Linked DNA regions of Mus musculus: regions 2 and 3 are each linked to region 1. Evidence: chromatin contacts called from public HiChIP or PLAC-seq and promoter capture Hi-C data. All regions are on one chromosome and are shown on one strand. The core of a region is the stretch at or near the end of the contact, and the rest is flanking DNA. Distances in the headings are between cores, read along the strand shown. Region 1 holds the start of Acap3 (ArfGAP with coiled-coil, ankyrin repeat and PH domains 3). Region 2 holds the start of Tmem240 (transmembrane protein 240). Region 3 overlaps Gm52714 (a long non-coding RNA gene).

Evidence for each region. HiChIP or PLAC-seq counts read pairs in DNA pulled down with a chosen protein or histone mark. Capture Hi-C pulls out chosen DNA fragments and counts their contacts.
Region 2: a promoter capture Hi-C map of adipose tissue shows a contact between it and region 1. The contact joins the promoter of Tmem240 here to the promoter of Acap3 in region 1. A contact is called at or near these places in 1 of 39 promoter capture datasets (liver), 4 of 115 datasets of contacts at active chromatin or transcription factors (the SCID.adh cell line, effector CD8 T cells and embryonic stem cells) and 3 of 9 other capture datasets (adipose tissue, liver and pancreatic islet).
Region 3: an H3K4me3 HiChIP or PLAC-seq map of embryonic stem cells shows a contact between it and region 1, with 21 read pairs. The contact joins the enhancer-like site here to the promoter of Acap3 in region 1. A contact is called at or near these places in 2 of 39 promoter capture datasets (the HPC-7 cell line and cranial neural crest), 1 of 484 Hi-C or Micro-C datasets (embryonic stem cells), 8 of 115 datasets of contacts at active chromatin or transcription factors (the SCID.adh cell line, effector CD8 T cells, embryonic stem cells and 1 more) and 3 of 9 other capture datasets (adipose tissue, liver and pancreatic islet).

What each region holds. Positions count from the first base shown.
Region 1 is chr4:155,890,365-155,894,369 of GRCm38.p6, forward strand. Acap3 (ArfGAP with coiled-coil, ankyrin repeat and PH domains 3) reads left to right here and starts at 1,511. Exons shown (of 24, transcript NM_207223.1): 1 at 1,511-2,077. The coding sequence starts at 2,031. Pusl1 (pseudouridylate synthase-like 1) reads right to left here and starts at 1,398. Exons shown (of 8, transcript NM_001033490.1): 1 at 1,267-1,398; 2 at 994-1,051; 3 at 688-875; 4 at 389-538; 5 at 135-305. The coding sequence starts at 1,343.
Region 2 is chr4:155,733,343-155,737,791 of GRCm38.p6, forward strand. It overlaps Tmem240 (transmembrane protein 240), which reads left to right and starts at 1,462. Exons shown (of 4, transcript NM_001101506.1): 1 at 1,462-1,804; 2 at 2,056-2,162. The coding sequence starts at 1,748. It overlaps Ssu72 (Ssu72 RNA polymerase II CTD phosphatase homolog (yeast)), which reads left to right. Exons shown (of 5, transcript NM_026899.3): 5 at 131-537. The coding sequence ends at 232. It overlaps 1500002C15Rik (a long non-coding RNA gene), which reads right to left and starts at 1,100. Exons shown (of 2, transcript XR_001784583.2): 1 at 1,043-1,100.
Region 3 is chr4:156,065,360-156,069,277 of GRCm38.p6, forward strand. All of the region lies in intron 1 of Gm52714 (a long non-coding RNA gene), which reads left to right. Among named protein-coding and RNA genes, the nearest start is that of Gm52714, 3.0 kb to the left of the region's middle. Within about 2 kb of position 2,387, at least 85 of the 459 cell types and tissues checked have an H3K27ac peak or open chromatin away from gene starts, as enhancers often do. A contact at or near this core is called in the HPC-7 cell line, the SCID.adh cell line, adipose tissue and 3 more, where this site is marked.

The DNA.
Region 1 (4,005 bases), core at 261-2,760:
CACCTTCTTACACCCTCTAGGCCCAATGGATGTGCAATATACCCATTTAGCATCATCTCACTTTTATTGAGGTATTATGAGTAATGACCCTGGTGGCCTCTAGTCCTGGCATAGTGAAAGGCTAGTCGTCTCACCTGCTCCCCTCGGGGAGGACAAATGGGCTGGCTGGACCAGGTGACACTGAGACTCTTCGAAGTGTGCGTACAGTATTTGTGACTGGGCTGCCAGCAGACTGGAAGGCACTAAAATCATGTGTCCCGAGGAGGTGCTGGGCAGCCTCCTGCATGGCCGCCATATCCAGGTACCTGCAGAGCCAAATGAGCATTATTGAGGAGAGCCCAGGCAGATGGATGGTGAGCCATTTTCTTCCCATTCTTAGCTCACTCACTCTGTCTGCAGAGCCCAGCATACATTTTGTTCAAACACAGGCAGTTGATTAGGCCAGGAGCAGCCTGTGGCCAGACGATATTGGTAGGTCCTGGAGGTGGCTGCGTGTCGAGCGTGGAAGTCGTTGGGCACTCGGAAGGCCTTCAGTACACTGTGGCAAGCAGATCTGGCTCATCCCAGGAATGAGTATGCCCAACTGTCCACACAGCACTATGGAAATCTCTGCCTCCCACCACAGTGGGGTGCAATGGTAAAAGACAAAAAAAAAAGCCCAGAACCATACCAAAACCCCGGGCTCACCGAATGGCCGGGTGCTTCAGGTGGGTGTTGAGGGCCTTGGCCACGACCTCCGGGGAGAAAGGCGACTGCCCTGGGCGGCGCTGGATGTCCAGGTGCGCCGCGTTGCTCAGGGCATGCACCCCGGCATCGGTGCGGCTAGAGATGGTGAACCTGACCGGGTCGACAGAGTTCAGCCGCTTGGCAGCCTCCTGCGGGAACCGTACAGGCGGCTGCCACATCGATGGCCGGAGTCCGTGGAATAGGAGGAGGAGAGTGGGTAGGGGTTGGAGCTGCCGACTGCTTCTTCCTCCCCAAACCGGTCCTCACCTCCAGGAAGTTCAGCACCCCAACAGCGCGCGGATTGCCCCTCACGGCCGCAACCCCACTGCGGAGAGAAACAGGAAGGAATTATCTGCGGTGTCTGTGGACGCTGTCCCGCCAGGGGTCTCGGCGCCCAGGCGCGTGGGTTCGGTGCAGGCCACTGTGTTCCTCGGCTCCTAAAATCCCGCATCCCGAGACCGATCGCGCCCGTCCTGGTCACCTCGCGGACTTCCCGCGAGGCCGAGTGGAGAACGCGGGGGTAACAGCGGGAAAACGTACTTGAAGTCAGTGCCCAAGTACTGCAAGAACACAAGGTAGCGCGCACGCACCGAGCCCACCGCCCCGCAGGAGCCCATATTTGAGCGGGCGGGGCGCTTGCACGTGGCCCGCGGTCGACCCAGCCCAGCAGGGACGGCGCCTGCGCACTGACTCGGTCCGCCCCGCCTGAATGGAGAGGCGGGGGCGGAGCCAAGCTTAGGGATCGGGTGCAAAGTGCGGTCCTCTAGAGCCGGCTATGTTTCCTGTCCTCGGCCTCACAGGGGCGCGATGATGGGTCGCTTCCGCACAAGCGACCTTAATTCGTTCACTCCCGATCTCCCCGCCGCCGTCGCGGAGTGTGTCCGTCGGCAGCATTCCAGCCGAGTTCACCACCGCCGTGATGCCTGAAGTGGGCGAGCCGTGCCCTTCCCTGTCCCGCGACCGAGCCAAACCACTCCGAAGCCCAACCGCCGAGGCCGGCCCAGCTCCCAGACCGTGGTGACCGAGGACAGAGCGCAGCGACAGGCGAGGGGATGCAGCGGCGCTTTTAGCGACGCTCCCCGGAGGTGACAGCGGGTGGCGCAGGCAGAGGCTGACTTTGGCGACGCTCCCCAGCGGTGACAGGCGGGGCGGGGCCGCGGCGCGCCGGGCTCAGACCGAGGCGGGCAGGCGGGCGGGCGGGCGCGGAGCGCAGCTCGGCGCGGGCGCCACAGACGGTCCACGGGCCGGGGATGCCGCTCGACGCGCCTTGGTCCTCCGCACAGTGAGCACCGCTCGCCGCAGCCATGACGGTAGAGTTCGAGGAATGCATCAAGGACTCGCCGCGCTTCAGGTGTGCTGCGGGCCCGGGGTAGGGCGCGGGCGGGGATGGGGAGCCGCCTTTGTGCCGGAGGCGGGCAAGGGGTGTCCAGCGTGGTGACCGCTCCGAGTCCACCTGGACGGAGCAGAAGACCTGGCACGGACAAACCGGCGGGAGCCGGAGTCGCGGTCCCCTAGCTGCGCAGCTCCGCCTCCGGCCTCGGGGGACCGGAACAAAAGACGCCCCTGTGCTGATCACCTCGCGCGCGGGGGTGAGTGTGCAGACCGCCTTGGGCAGCTGTGTGTCACTGGGCATTTGCGTCCAGTGCCATCTCTAGAACTGTCCACCCTTCTTTGTGTGTATGCTCTGGTGTGCCACAAGTACTGGGCTCCTCCTTGGCCCTGTAGTCCAATTCTGGCTAGGATTGTCTGGCACCCTGCTTGGTCTCTATCTTGATCCGTATGTCCAGAGCAGTGTATGGGTGCAACCAGCCGGAGCCATCAGGGCCTGAGATAGACACCTTGGTGAGAGTTAACGGATGTATGAGTGACCCAGGAGCCTGAAGGGGTAGAGGCTGTAAGGATGAGGAAGTCGTGTTTAGGTGGAAGGGTATGGGCCTTATTCACCTATGGGTTTGTTTCTTTTATTGTTCCTGGAATACAGTCGTGCACATCTGTGTGAACCACATGGCCACACAGATATACATCTGTTTCATTGAGTGGCATTTGGCAGACAGTAATGGAGTACCTCCTGTGTGTCATTTGAAATTTCGGACCTTCGTGAGGTGTCCCACCTCTGTATGTGCACACACACACACACACACACACACACACACACACACGGGGGGGGGGGGAGCATGTTCTGCCACTCTGCTCTCCTTGGTGCACATGAATGTGTGGGTGAGCTGTGATACGGAGTTGGTGTGCTTGATGCATGCACATAGCCTAGTGTGGATGGACACGTGTGTACATGTGCTACATCTCTGTGGATTCGTGAACCGTGTTTGCCATGCTACTAGACACATGTTAACGTATGCAGGTGTGTGTTTTAGTGTGCACTGTATCCCTGGAACACATGTCTGCATGCCCTGTGCTAATACATGTATGCATGTTTATGTATAAGCATGTATCATGCCTTTGCTCGTGTGAGCTTGACCACATATGTACATGAGTGCTGGGTTTCTGAGGGCCTACCTCAGCAGTCCAGCTCTTTGCAAAACCACCTTGCAAGAGAGTCAGCCAGAAACACCTTGGAGCGTTAGAGTTTGCCAAGAGTGTCCACTGACTATAGGCAGGGGGCTTAAGGCAGTCAACTATGCTTTCCTGTTTTCTATTGAGAGGAGTGGTCTGAGAGCCTCTGATACCCCACAGTTCTGCATCCATTTGGTAGGAGTCTTAGCCAAGGTCTCAGTGCATGGAACTGGGCCCCAGTTGAAGCGCTCTCATTTTTGCCCTTACCCCTTTCTGCAAAGCCCTGGCTCTACCCTGCCTTGTACAGGGTTTTGGGCCTAAGCAGAAATCCACTCACCTCTAGGCCTTCTTTGCCACAGCCAGCCAGTTGGACTTGTGGGGCTGCAGTAGGTGTGGCAGGTACCTAGGCTTAACATCATTTCTTTTGATGGAGGAGGGGAATGCTGGGGATGACTCTCCGGACATTGGTCTTGGGGTGATGGAACCTGGCTTGGTGGTGTGGGGTGGGCTGTGACTGGATGAGTTCGAAGAGTACCTTGTCTACTCTAAGGTTTTACTGAAGTTATAACTTGATCTTTGTGGCCAAGAACCTTTAGGTGAGGCAGGGTGGGGCTGTCTGAAGGATGTGGAAGTGAGGTGGAGCCTAGACCCAAACCTAGAAACGTTGGTAGTTTTGCTTTGGGACTCTTGGCCTAGAATAAGGGCTTGTGACAGCCTTAGGAATGTCTCATAGTCCCTGAAGCTGTGGGTGGGGGTGCAGGGGAGCCCCGG
Region 2 (4,449 bases), core at 212-2,711, 160 kb before region 1:
CTGGTAGGAACAGGCTGTGAGGGAGCTATCCTGAAGCCTGGGTCCCTGCAGAAGTGAAGATCAGTGGAGGGCAGGGTCAGGGAAGGCGCGTCACAATGCCCGGGTTCACTCAAGGCCGTGCTTTTCCCAGATCCAGCACACTGAGGACATGGAGAATGAAATCGACGAGCTGCTGCAGGAGTTCGAGGAGAAGAGTGGCCGGGCCTTTCTGCATACTGTCTGCTTCTACTGAGCCTCCTGTGCTCGGTGCATGGCCTGCCCTGCACAGCCACCTTTGTTGAAGCCACTTTTTCAGTGTGTTTTCCTTTCAGATATTTGTTTTTACTGCTAGGTGTACATCATCAATGTACTGTACATATGGAATGAGACGTACGCAGAAATGCCAGATTCAAATCCATTGTTTTTAACCAAAAGAAATAAAGATGGTTTACTCTACAGCCTACAGCAAGTGTCTGTTGTTGGCCCTTTTCTCTCCACTGCTGAATTGTACAGAAACCTAAATAAAGCAACAGGCTGTCTTATTAAGGGGAAAAAAAACCTTGGAATTGCCACAAAATAGGTGCTGCTAGAAGTCTTTGGTTTGTCCTGAATTCCTGGCCTGACTCCCTGCTGAGGAAGAGACTACTCGGCCATTGAGTCCAACCCTGTGATAAACCTGAGAGCACCCTTCTGAGAAGTAGGGCCGGACCCTGGTGCCTTAACAGCTCAGGGCCTGTGTGAGCTGATATAACTGAACTCCTGTTGGAACCTTCAGATACAGTGGGGTCTGGACTTGGGGGGCTGGAGGTCAGCTGTCCTCTTCCTGCTTTCCAACACAGGGCAGGGTTGGTTCTTCTGTTGTCAGCTCTGTGGCCAGCACAGGGCTTGGGACTCAATCCCAGCATGACCGGCAGCCACAAGAGGATCATAGACGCTGGCAGCTGTTCCAGCACCCCTTCCTCCTCAGAAATCGCCTAGTCTTTCCCACAACTGCCACGATCTTTATGGCATACTTGGCCCATTCCGCATCGCATCCGTATCGCCTACCCTCCTGCCCTCCTACCTCTGCTCATGTAGTCATTAGTCCCTGGTTCCTCTGACTTTCCAGGCCCCTCCTCTGATGGCACTTTCTTGCTGGAGGAGGCGGGTGCTGACACTTCCTGTCCCTCTCTGGAACCCGGAGAACCAGAAGGAGGGGCCTTACTTGGGGAAGTAGAGCAGAAACGACCACCTGGTCCAGGCCAAGGCCCAGTCCAGCGCGGCACTGGGCAGGGAGACCGGAGCCAAGGCTGATGACATGGGGCACAATGTGGAGCCGAGGCCGGAGGGGAGGGGTCTCGGGCTGCGTCACAGGGACAGGAGTGGAGAACCTCGCCCCTGGATGCTGGCGCGGGGCGGCGAAGTCCCTCCCCGGAGGCGGAGGCAGGAGGAGGAGGGAGGAGATAGTGAAGAAGAAAAGGAGGGAGGGAGAAGCCTGGAGGAGGGAAGAGGGAGGAGGGAGGGGGCCGCCGCGCAGACCGCAGGGAGCCGGGCGCAGGGAGCACCGGAGGGCGGAGCGGAGGGCTGCCAGCAACGGGCGACAGGCGAGCGACCCCACGTCAGCCCCCACATCTCGGCTGCCTGTGCCCGCGCCTGCCCCCGGGGTCCGCGGCGGCCCGGCGCGCGAGCGCTGACCTCTGCGGAGGCGGCGCGGGCTAAGCATCGGGCCGGGGCCGGGAGGGGCACCGGGGCCGGGGGGCGGCGCTCCGGCCCGGCCCGGCCCCGCCCGATGTCCATGAGTGCGAACACCATGATCTTCATGATTCTGGGGGCGTCGATCGTGATGGTGAGCGGAGGGGCTTCCCGCGCGCGCCCCCTGCTTCTGCCGCCCGCCCGCGCGCGCGCCTACCCCACCTCGCTTCCTTGTTTACCGGCCCGTGCGGCCTGCGCTGCCCTCGCTGCGATCTTGCGCTGCCCTCGCCCTGGTTGCCCTGCGTTTCCCCACCCACCCACCCACCCCTGCAGTCTAGTACTCCCCCTTGGCACCCCTTTCGGCCCGGCCCACTCCTCGCCCTGACCGGTCATGGGCTCTTCCAGGCCATCGCGTGCTTGATGGACATGAACGCGCTGCTGGACCGATTCCATAACTACATCCTCCCGCACCTGCGGGGCGAGGACCGCGTCTGCCACTGCAACTGTGGCCGGTGAGTGCGCCCCGGCTCTAGGCACTACACGCGTGATCACACTTGTGCAGCGGGCCCCACTTGGCCGGTGAGCCCGGAGCAGGCTGGGCCGCAGAGCCTGGCTGGATGATGGGGGCCGCTTCTGCCCGCCAGGTGCTGGGGGAGGGGTGGCTAACGGGAACCCTAGGTCAGCCAGCCGCTCCCTGGGAAAGGAAGCATGACTGAGTCTGTTAGGAACTCCTTCCTCCAGTTCCTTTAGAGAAAAGGCTGCCTGGTGGTGGCATTATGGGCCAAGGAGCCTCCTGGTCCAGGGCCCGGAGGCCTGAGAGCAGCATCCTTGAGTAGTGTCCACAGTGGAAGCCAGGAAGCTGGTTAAGCCTGGGGCAGTAGTCTTGCCTCCGACCCAAGTCTTCCTCCTGGGCCTACTGTGGCCATGGCAGGCAAGAGCAGGAGGTCAAGATAGGAAGGGCCTACCTTGAGGAACACCTGCCACAACTGATGACTATTGTGCAGGGGAGGAGCTGAAGTAGCTACGCTGGGGTTTGCTCAAGGTCACAATGAGACCCACCACACCCTTCAGGGACCTCCCCTTCTGTGCATGTGTAGTGATGAAGTCTTCTGGCCTTGCATGTTTGTATGTCCATGTATGAAATAAACATCTTCTCATGAGCCGCGCATGTGTGTACTGTCTGTGCATATACATGTGCGTACACAGCGCACTCGAACATCCGCATGCACTCATTCCAGAGATGCCCTCATGCGATAACCGTTGTCCCTACTGTTCAGACTGGGAGGAAGTGGATGGAGGCTTTACAGAGTAGACTTCCCCAAGGTTACACAACTAGGAAAGAATAGGGCTAGAATCCCAGAACCTCAGTTTCTTATCCCACCCTATGTTTCGGCTCCAGAGGTGTTCCTTCACACGGGGGTATAGGGTATGTCTTGACAGTTGCATATATCCTAAGTGCATACATGGCTGTGGGTACAGGCAAGTGTGTTGCAGATCATGGACGTTACAGTAAGTAGAAGGTGGATATACAGGACCCTCACATGCATTGGACATGGTAGGAAAATTTGCTGCGTGGTCACACATTCCTAGAGAGCCCTGTGCTCCAGCTTGGTGCACACCATCTGTCTATCTGATACATCAGAGGGCTCAGAAAAGACATGAGGTTAGCGCTCCTGTTCCCAGGCCATGTCTGTAGGTGAGTTCTGAAGCCTTTCCAAGATAGTATGTGCATACTGGGCCCAGCCACTGGGGCCGTGAACACTGGGAATAGGTGCTACATACGGGACTATTGTAAGGTGGTGGTTGATGAAGTGCTGTTCATGACAGCACACTGAATGTTCACCAGAGCACAGAGGGTGTGTTCTTAGAGTATATTTACACAGTTTATACATGTCTATCTCATGTAGCATCCCAAGTACCTGTGGACCCATGTAAACAGACACCTGTAGAGTGGAACCTGAAGTAAGGCTTGTGTGTGCAAAAATGTGGAGAGCCACATCATGTAGACAGTGTTTCTGCGTGTGTCTCTCTACATGTATGTGCTTTGTACACAACTCTACATACATGGTATGTAAATTCGTTGTACAAAGCACTTTTGTATATTGATTACATATACGTGTATGCAAAGTACACGTATATAAAACAATATACATTTCAGTGTGCTCAGGGAGAATGTCGGAACATCTCAGTGTGGGTGCAGTGACTGCAGATTAGTTTGCAAATGGGGTATCTGTACACATACCATGTGCACATGTGGTGTTGACAGTTTGCCTATGTGTACACACTTTGTAGAATAACTGTACACACGTGTCTGCCTTGTACATGGCTATTTGCAGAATTTTAGACAGAAGACATGTATGTAAACTAATGTTTTGGACAGAGCACAACAGCAGGCAGCATTTGTGTGTACACACAGATCTGTGCACATGACAGCATCCCCACAGAAAGGTGCCTGGTTCAAAGCTGAGTGAATGTGCATCTATGTGTAACGCACCATACTCATACCCAAAGTGTGCACAGTGCATGGGTGTGGGGCTTGTGGGGCCCATGTCCACAGTATACATGCTATGTCCTGTGCATGCGGACAACGTGTATACACATTGGATCTCAAGTGGACACATGGCAGCATGTGTCATGAAGGTAGAACACATCAAAGACATTCATTTTGTACACAACACATCTTGCTTTCATTTGGAAGACCTGAGCCCCTGCCCTCAGGAGCTTGGTATAGAATTAGGAGGAGCCAGGCCAGGGGAGGAAGCATTCTAGATATCCAAGTTAATTGTAAGGGCACAGGGC
Region 3 (3,918 bases), core at 1,137-3,636, 180 kb after region 1:
GCGAGCAGCCCAGAAACAGATGTTGCATACGTTCATCTTTTTATCCAACCTTGACACCCATTTGTCTCCTGCAGCTCTGCGCATCCACTCAAGGGCCCATAGACTCCTTGGCCATGGGAAATTCATGGCATCAGTGTTCATGCCCCAAAGGACACCCTGTTAACTTGAAGTCCCTTCACAGCTCTGCCGAGCCATCTCAGAGCATGTGCAACATGTGACCTTAGGCCTGACATTGAAAGGCCAAAAGCAAGGATCCCCAGCTACACTCCTGAGTAAATCCTGAGCCCCCGTCCTCCACGTCTGTGATCTAAGCTTCAAAAACAGTCCAAGTATGTAGTTGGGGTCAGAAGGACAGAGCAGACTGTTAATATTGGACTAGACTCTGTAGACAACCTCAGCCTTGACATGTCCACCTTCTCTGCCTGAACCCTCCACTCTCCTGTGTCTTCCCCAGGCCACCTTGAGGGTTGTGGTACTTACCATAGCAACTTTTGTTTTGTTTTGTTTTGTTTTGGGTTTCTCTCTTTCTTCCTTCTTTCTTTCCTTCTTTCTTTCTTTCTTTCTTTCTTTCTTTCTTTCTTCCTTTTTCTTTTTTTCGAGACAGGGTTTCTCTGTGTAGCCCTGGCTGTCCTGGAACTCACTCTGTAGACCAGACTGGCCTTGAACTCAGAAATCCACCTGCCTCTGCCTATCAAGTGCTGGGACTAAAGGCGTGCGCCACCACTGCCTGGCACCGTAGCATCTTTTAGAAAATTTGAGCAGAAAACACAGAACCTATATTATAAAAACTTACATTCACCTAAACACGGCTTTCTTCTACATTTGTCTAACCTGAGACTGTATACTTATTTTTTCTCAGTTGCTCTCTGAGTTCTACCTTAGTTCTCCATAACTCCACCCAGGTTTCCAGAGGCCCAACCTGTGGTCAGCTATCTGAACTTCTTAGCCCAACGCATCAGCTTCTTATGTCCACATGCTTTGCAGTTTTGTTCTACTCAGCCAAGGGATCGCAGGTGTACTAAGCCTCCCCCATGGAGATCATTTGCATCAGGATGCCAGTACCATAGAAAAAAGGAAATTTGAGGATGGAGTTCTGGGTACCCTCTGGTCTGGCAGCTAAGAGATCTCAACTTAGACTTCTTGCAGACTTCCCGTGAAGCAAAGGAGGCTTGTGGAGTCTTGGTGATTGGTATGTGGTACATTTGATATTTCCTATTGATGGTAGGAACTGAGGCTAATTCATGATTTACTGTGCTGTAAAGAATTCCAGCAGCCGGGCGGTGGTGGCGCACGCCTTTAATCCCAGCACTCGGGAGGCAGAGACAGATGGACTTCTGAGTTCAAGGCCAGTCTGGTCTACAGAGTGAGTTCCAGGACAGACAGGGATATACAGAGAAATCCTGTCTCGAAAAACCAAAAAAAAAAAAAAAAAAAAAAAAAAAGAATTCCAGCATTTGTCTGGGAAGCAGGTGATGGCTCTGCAGAGAGGACAGAAGAAACTATGGAAGAGCTGAAGGAAGAGGTCCTTTTTCTGGCCTCCTTGGGCACCTACATACACATGATACACATACCAACAAGCAGATAAATATACATAAAATACAAATAAATACATTATATATATATGGGATTTGCTGTTGAGATTTTATGTTCTCCTGCACGGGGACCTGCTTCCAGATGGTGTTTTTGTATGTACATCAGTCCCTGATATTGATGACCATCACATTCAGCCAGCCAGGTTCCTGGACATGAGCATGAAGTTCGGGACCCAAGATGCCTCTGGGCCAAGCCCAAATTTCATACCAAATTTCATACTAAACTCAATGACCTGTCAAATAAAATTCCAGGGATCTTAGCATTATAGGCTCTTAATAATCACTTCAAGCAAGCAACCCTGGAGCTCAATTGGCCCACGGTGCCTGAAACCTTGCAAACCTCCAGGGAGGCTGGCTCTCTGGGGCTTGGAACTGAAGAGGAGCTGGGTAGAAAAATCCCAGCTGGTGGAACCAAGATAGCTATGGAAATCTGAGGCAAATCAGTCTCAGCAGGCTCCAGCCGAGCCTCGCCCCTCCCAACCTCCTGTCACCTAGGTTTCTGGAGGCACAGAACTGAGCATGGGAAGTCCGATAGGGGTGTGGGAGTGGCTGTCCTGTGAAGGGGTCTCTGAGAAGTTGCAGGCCAATTTGCCATTCTCTTGAGTGAGAGAAGATGCCCAGGATGAGTGGTCAGCAGGATTGACACTATGGTCCTGAAGGAGCAACCTTGAGCGCTGTTGGACTTCCACAGCAGGGCTTTGGGTAGATTCTGTGAAGAAGGGAGTAAGGTCAGAGCTTTACCTACCTCACAGCTCTATACCTCAGCATTCCTCAGACCCTGAGAAGGAAGGGGAAGTGGATAGGCAGAGCCACTTCCTGTTTGAGTTGAGCTGGCTGAGCCCTGCCCACAGCTTGTCCTCTATCTGACCCCACCTCCTTGCCTTTAACCTCCAGGGTTTCCCAGCATCCTGCTATGTTCCATCCTAAATTCAAGTAGCCAGGAGTCCAGGTAGGAGCTGCAGAGAGGGTGTCTTTGGTGTTTGCTGGATAGGTAACCAAGGACTTGAAGCCTAGAAATGTGTGCTCATAAAAGTACAACTCAGGGCTCCCATCAAAAAGCTGGGTTTGCTTTTTTGGTGAACCCATGTCAGCTTTATGTTCACCTGGGACACATACCAGATCCCACCTCTAAGTGATTGATCTTGAATATTTTGTGTTGTTTTTTGCTATCTTCCTTCCTTCCTTCCTTCCTTCCTTCCTTCCTTCCTTCCTTCCTTCCTTTCTTTCTTTCTTTCTTTCTCTCTGATTTTGCTTTATTTATTTACTTTGAGACAAGGTCTCATTGTAGCTCAGGCCAACCTTGAATTCTCAATGTAGCTACTGATGATTTTGAACTCCCGATCCTCTTGCCTCTACCTGCACAGTGAACTATTGGTGGCTCAAGTCTGTAATCTCAGAACCAAGGAAAGGAGAGGAAGTTTGAGGTTAGCTTGGCCTAAAGTGTGAGATCCTGTCTCAAAAATAAAACACAACAACAAAAGGTGGCTTTGAGTTGGATGTGGTGGTGCACACTTTAACCCAACTTATGTCCAAGAAGCTGAGGCAAAGGGGTCCCTTGAGCCAAAGAGCTGGATACCAGCTTGTGCAAAATATTGAAACACTTTTATCTAAAAAATACCAAAACCAAGTAACTGTAAATAAAGAGTTTTGATGCTGAGCCTTCCCCTGAGAGTATATAAATGCTGTTCAGGCTTTGATCAAAGATGGCAGAAGAAGAGACCCATTATTACTTCTGGGTGTCCCTGTGCGCAAATCTGTCCTGTGTCAATCAGTATAAGAAAGTCTGGCTCTGTGTACCCATGGATAGTGCTAGACACGGTATTTCCTGGTATCTCCACGAAAGTAGCGCAGCCACACTGCGGAGTTGCAGAGAATTTACACATAGCTGTTGGAGCCTAGCTTTTTCCTCGCTTACGGCTCTGCCTCAAGCCCGAGCTCTGGAAGAAGACGACATTGGTACAGGTAACAGATTTGCATGCAAAGGCAGCACCTGGCGTCTGCATTAGCATCTAATTTGAAAATCTTCGATTCAGGAGAAAGGTATGGACTCTTGAGTCCAAGCTAGAGCCAAGCAATTGATAATAGGGTTGGGTCTCTCTCTTGGGGCAGGAAGTCCTATGGGGCAGCATGGGCTTCAAGGAAGCCCTCCAGACCTATGGAGTAAGGCCAGTATGCTGGCCTTCACTTCTCTCAACTCCACTTCTCTGGGCTGGGCCCTGAGCCTGCAGGAAGCCTTGCCTGAGTTGGGCAAAGAGTATTCTAAGGGAGCATGGTAGCCCTTGGTGGCTGGCCCCCAGGCCTCCTGGCCCCTGCTTTTCTTTGTTCC